Regions from separate parts of the Gossypium arboreum genome. Here region 1 is linked to region 2. Evidence: chromatin contacts called from public Hi-C data. All regions are on one chromosome and are shown on one strand. The core of a region is the stretch at or near the end of the contact, and the rest is flanking DNA. Distances in the headings are between cores, read along the strand shown. Region 1 holds the start of LOC108487474 (histidine-containing phosphotransfer protein 1-like). Region 2 holds the start of LOC108453864.

Evidence for each region. A called contact is a pair of places that touch in the nucleus more often than the background predicts.
Region 1: a contact with region 2 is called in a Hi-C map of leaf, with 4 times the contacts expected there. The contact joins the promoter of LOC108487474 here to the promoter of LOC108453864 in region 2. A contact is called at or near these places in 2 of 5 Hi-C or Micro-C datasets (both in leaf).

Annotation. Positions count from the first base shown.
Region 1 is chr10:100,567,398-100,570,230 of ASM2569848v2, reverse strand. It overlaps LOC108487474 (histidine-containing phosphotransfer protein 1-like), which reads right to left and starts at 1,320. Exons shown (of 6, transcript XM_017791828.2): 1 at 918-1,320; 2 at 638-768; 3 at 487-555; 4 at 238-309; 5 at 84-156. The coding sequence starts at 977.
Region 2 is chr10:100,283,407-100,286,378 of ASM2569848v2, reverse strand. It overlaps LOC108453864, which reads right to left and starts at 1,653. Exons shown (of 3, transcript XM_017752238.2): 1 at 1-1,653. The coding sequence starts at 858. LOC108453990 reads right to left here. Exons shown (of 4, transcript XM_053020664.1): 4 at 1,796-2,411. The coding sequence ends at 2,191.

The DNA.
Region 1 (2,833 bases), core at 71-2,570, 280 kb before region 2:
CCGGGAAAAGAAAAGCATAAGAAAAAGTGGTTTTATAACTTAAGTACAACTATTTCCTTTAAGCAAAAAACTAGTGCACTAACCCTGAGCATAGTTTCAAGCTTGTTCTTCACAAGGTAATACTCTTGTTTCACTTGTTGAAGACATCTCAGTGTCCTGCAATGTTTTCAAGAACATCGTATCGAAATCTATAATATATGATAAAACGAAAAACTAGAGTGAAGTAAAGAGACTCACGCATCGATGTTCTGCTCCTCGCAGAAGCTACGAAAAGCAATGCAAGCATTTTTAACTCTCTGTGCACCAATGCTGTTGACACACACACACAAAGAACAATTGATTGTTTAATCAAACAACTTGAACATTTCAAGATTTTGTTCATTTTTCATGTTTTTTAGCCTTGTTTTTCTAGAATGGTTAGATCTAACAAGTTTAGTCAACTTTTGTAATGAAACTATGGGATCATATTGTTCTAAGGCTTTGAACCTGGAACTGCTACCCTTCAATTGATGAACATGAGCATCAACTTTTTTGAAATCTACACTTGGCTGATCTCTGTATAAGAAAAAAGACATGTTTAATGAAGAAAAAAAAAACATCCATGGCAGAAAACAAAAGGAAAAGGTGAGTTTCTTACAAAGCCATGGTGAGATCATTAAGAAGTTTCTCTGAATCATCAAAGAAAAGAGACACAACTTCAACAACAAAATCTGGGTTGCTCTCATCTTGAAGCTGTTGAAGCTGCAAAAACTGAGCATCCAAGAAACCCTTGTCCCAACAAAAAAAATAAAAAGGTACAAAAGTAAGGAAAAACCAAACATACCAAAACAAGAAGAAGAAAACAAGGACAAAAGAAAAACGAGATTTTTGTTAATAGATTTGTACATTTGAAGTTGATTTTTTTAATGGGATTTTACCTCCATAAACAAGGATTTTGTGTAGTCCACCAATCTTCTCTGCATCTGACCCACTTCCATTCTCTTTAGCCTTTGTTCTCTCTGCACATACAAAGAACTTTTCCCACTAATCAAAGCTAATGACCCAACAAAAGGTCAAAACCTCAAAGCTTGTGGCTTAAATTTAGATGTTTAGGGATGAAATGAAATGCAATAATAGCACAAAAATAAAGAACAAAAAAAGGCCCAAGAAAAGGGTATAAATGCTTTTTTGCAAACCTTTGAAAAGGATTTGATGTGAATTTAATGTTATACCCTTTGGCTCTATTTTCTTTTGAGCTATTACTGTTTTCAGTTTTCTATTACAAAATCATACTCCCTCCTTTATTTTGCTCTCTCTCTCTCTCTCTCTTCTAAATTATTTAAACACGAATGGAAATTTTATGGTTAATTTCCTTTTTATGTTGCCAACACATCACAATATATACTTTTATTAAAAATAAGTTTTATTTATCATTACAATATAATTTTTATATTTCAATTATAAATTATTTATTCATAAAAAGGAAAAGGACAAATTTTTATTTTATAAAATTACTATCAATGACTGCGTTTTAATTTAAATTAGTATAGAAATTATTATTTGTTTTTTTATATTTCTTTATCAAAAATTAAATATTAGTATACTGTGTATAGAAATTATTTATATATTTTAAAAGACATAGCATGCTGACTTGTCATATCTTAATTTTAAATGTTTATTATTTATTAACTTATTGTAGCATCAAATTATTGCTATAAATAACTGGATTACATTTCCATTTTAATTTTATCATAATAAAATATCATAATGACCCCATAAATTTGTTGATGAGAAACGTTAGGAATTTCCACAATTAAATTATTGACAGTTATGTTATCCATAATAAATTTGACTTTTCTAAACTATTTTTCCGAGATGTAGATTTTGAGTGTCTCTATAAAGATTATCTTTATCAAAAGTGTCCCTATAAAGATTTAATTTATCATGAAAATATATATACCAATTATATATGCTTGAAAATTAAAAACAATAATTACTAATAAAGCTACATTCTAATCATTTTCTAAAAAAATTATAAATTTGTGAGTATATTATTGGTAGTTAAGTTGGTAACGAATGTCAAATGTGAGACTGGTAAATTTATAATTTAGTCACTTAATTATAAGTAAGTTTATAATTTAGTCATTTAATTTCAAAAAATTATAAGTTTATTTTTCAACAATTCATAACTTTACAAATTTACACTTTGGTCACTCAATCTTCATACCATTACTCTCTAACCTAATAGTCCAAACAATATCAACAATAACTCAAGCCCAAACCCTAGCAAAGCCACTGTTAACCCCATGCCCTCACATTTAAACCAACCAGCTCAACAGCCTCACATCATTAATGTACTCACCATATTTCCCCTTCAGTCAAAACCGTAAACCAAGAAAATCCACAACTAAACCATTCATAAACCTTCCCTTGAACCAACAAACAAATATTACCACATCCAAAGCAAACAAAAATATATATAAAAAAAAAACGAAAGTTTATTGCTTTAGCAAGCCCCAAATATCACTTACAAAAACAAAGAAAAGATAATAAAAATATCAAAAAAAGATAGACTCAAACATACCAAATCAAGTTAAAAGTTAGTTAGAAAGTTTCAAGCGATAGAAATTCAATTTAAAAGGTTGGAAAGAAAGTCTTGTTTAGAAGAGGAACATATTGAATTTAAGTATCCATTCGACGATAATAAATGAAGATTAGAGAGATTTTTTATTAGGATTTTGAGATTAAATCAACAAAATTTCAAGCCATTTAACATGCTAAATGTGGCTACTCGCTTCCTCAATCCCTAAGAGCATCATCTTATTATTATTATGAATTTTACATGGAAATAGGC
Region 2 (2,972 bases), core at 404-2,903:
CCATTTCGAGAGGATCGCGTTTCCGTACTCCGGAGCCCAACTTTCGGCAAAAACATACTTCATCTTGAGTGCTGAAGCTAAATCAGATAAAGGCTTCATTCTTTTTTCTTCTTGTGCTTTCACATCTTGTAAAGCTATGATATCAGCATTGAGCTCTCTAAGCACTTCTGCAATGCTTCTTCCATTTTTCGAGCCACCTTCGTTCCAGAATTTGATCATATTTGAAGGCAAACAAACTGGGGATCTCATAATGACATTCCTCCGATTGATTCGGCCGGTGATCGTGTCTGATGAGCCCTCGTTTACGTCTTCGATGAAGCTGAGAATTTTACTCTGTGCCAAAGATATCTCATTATCAGGAAGGTTGATTGAAACCTTGAGGTTTGATCTCGAGAGCTTGTTTTGGTTGTGGGAATCATGCAAGGGAGATTGCTTGAGTATACTCTTGGGATAACAATTCGGAGACTTGTTATGAACGTCGAACTCAAACGGTGCTTTGAATCCAAGAAAATCATCGTCTCTGTAGCTAAATAAACCGGCTTCCTCAGCTTCCGAAATGGCAGGTGCAAGAGAGAACATAGCAACATTAAACGTTGCAATTCTTATCGGCCTTTGGGGATTACAAAATCCCAAGTTGCCAAACAAATCAATGTCAGAACCTTTCGTTCCAATGTCGCCTTTTCTATGAACTTTGGAGTTCAACCTCCCCAATCTCCGGATGATAACCTTCGGCCTCGGTCGCTTGCGCATCAGCCACTGAATTCTTGAGCAAAGATTCCATAGTTTTCTTCTCAAAACCTTCAACATGGAAGACCCTTGATTACTGCAAAAGAACTGTTGAATCTTCCTGGTCTGCATTGGAGAGAAGTGGAAATGTGGGTGCAAATTGCAAAGACTTGAAAAAAAAAGTAGCTAAAAGGACAAAAGACCCTCAACTGCCCCCTCAAGTAGTGTGGCGGGAGTTGAAAATTCGCGCTAAGATTGTTGATCTCCTTCAACAACACGCCAACCTAAACTAACTGCTACCAATGATATCAAACCAAGGTTCTTGTCTTTGTCTTTGTTTTTGATTGGTGTTGTTATACTGCCATTTAGACTGAACACGTGTCACTTTCAAAAGGTACTAAATGAATACCTGAAGACAATTTTTCACCTCCCGCCAGCTGAACTGCCCTCGACCGTTCAGCCTCCCAAAACTATCTGCGCTATGAAGACCACTCATTGTGAGAGAGAACATCCCAACATCCCCTTGAACATCCCAACATCCCCTTTCATCAAGTTACCCTCTCATCTAACGATCCATTTTTCAGTGTAAACACTCTCCTGAAAAACCACTAGGGCCACTATCCAAGCATAACAATCTCATACTTCCTCAAAAAAATATCACTACTACCAAACAAGAAGTATCACCCATAAATAACAGACACATCACCGCTACCAAACAAGTAAATCCTATAAATATCAAATAAAAGATCTATAACACTAGTACATTCTCCTCCCTAACTCTTCTTTTGTTGAAATTTGTACCAACAGGTCTAATACATATTCGGATCAAACATATTCAGATTAATATGCACTGTAAAATCAAAAGAAAATATTGGGTATGCTTGTATCAAACACACATACTCATATCAGACATTAAGCTTAATTTAAATGCAAAAGAGACTTGCCAATCACAAATGAAAACGCGATCAAACTAGGGCAGAAAATGCACGTGTTACACATAGCCATGTCTGGTCTTAATTTGTTAGCTATCCACTGAAAATGAACCACCCCATGAGTTTTTAATCCTTGGTTTTGGGGTCATAAGGCAACTTTTATATTGCATCTTGTTGACTTCGTATGTAAACAAAAATATCCCAAGAAAAAAAGAAACAATTATTGTAAAGTACAAAACAATAATGTGAAAATACCATTACAATTACAGAAGATGCTTTAATCAAAGCAATTAACACAAAATTCAATTATTGCCACTCTGAAAAGGGGTCCCTTTGCAAACTTTTCCATGGATTCACAGAGGAACTTCCTTCAATAATCAAACTTCATTTTGGTCCATGGTTAGGTAGAATCTGTTTGCCACATGTTAACAACAATTTTCAATAGGTTGGACCATTGAACCAAATTACCTTTAATCTTTAGTGGTGAACGTTGTATGGTTTGCAGGATCAAATCTATATTTAAATCCTTCAATCACTCATCAGGGAACAATGAATCCAAAAGGTTGGAAGAAGATACACCATTTTTTCCATCCTCAAAGAATCCATTGGAAGCACTTTCCCTTCTTGATTTTCGCTCCTCAATGATACGATCATCTGTTTCTGTGCAGTATTTTCGGCTCAACTGTTTTAAAGGTTTCTCAGCCACAACAAACTTGTTTCCATCACGGATTCTCTCTGAAAAACCTGCCCAAACTGCGCAAGGTCGCATATTAAAAAGCTATGTTACTCAGAACAGGAATGGTATATTCATTTTTTCCTAAATTTTTAACATATTTAATGGATCCTTAGAAGGTCATGTCCCACACCAGTATCCCTATGTTGCATCAAATACGGGTGTCAAACATGACTACTTCAAGAAAAAAGAATTGTGGGAACAAAACATAGTTAATAAGACCAACAGGCTAACAAACAGGTTGCCTAAATAACTTAAGAGAAAGGCTAGTATCCACTTCAAAGACAAGTGAAACATGTTCAACATCCTCCTTTTGATTCCACAAGGACCACAAGTTGGACATAAGCAACAAAATCTAGACAACAGTCAAGAAACACCATGGAGAGGAAACCCCTAGTTTAACTTTGGCTTTCGTATAATGGATAATAGGAAGAAGTGATCTGCACTTAAAAGGCGCTAATGACCATTTGTTGCAAGTAAAAGAACCAAGTTTAATTAGCTAGGTACATACAATAAACACGTGAATATGAGCCTCACAACTTATACTAGTTGCTAGATAACCAATCCAATAGGAAATAAAA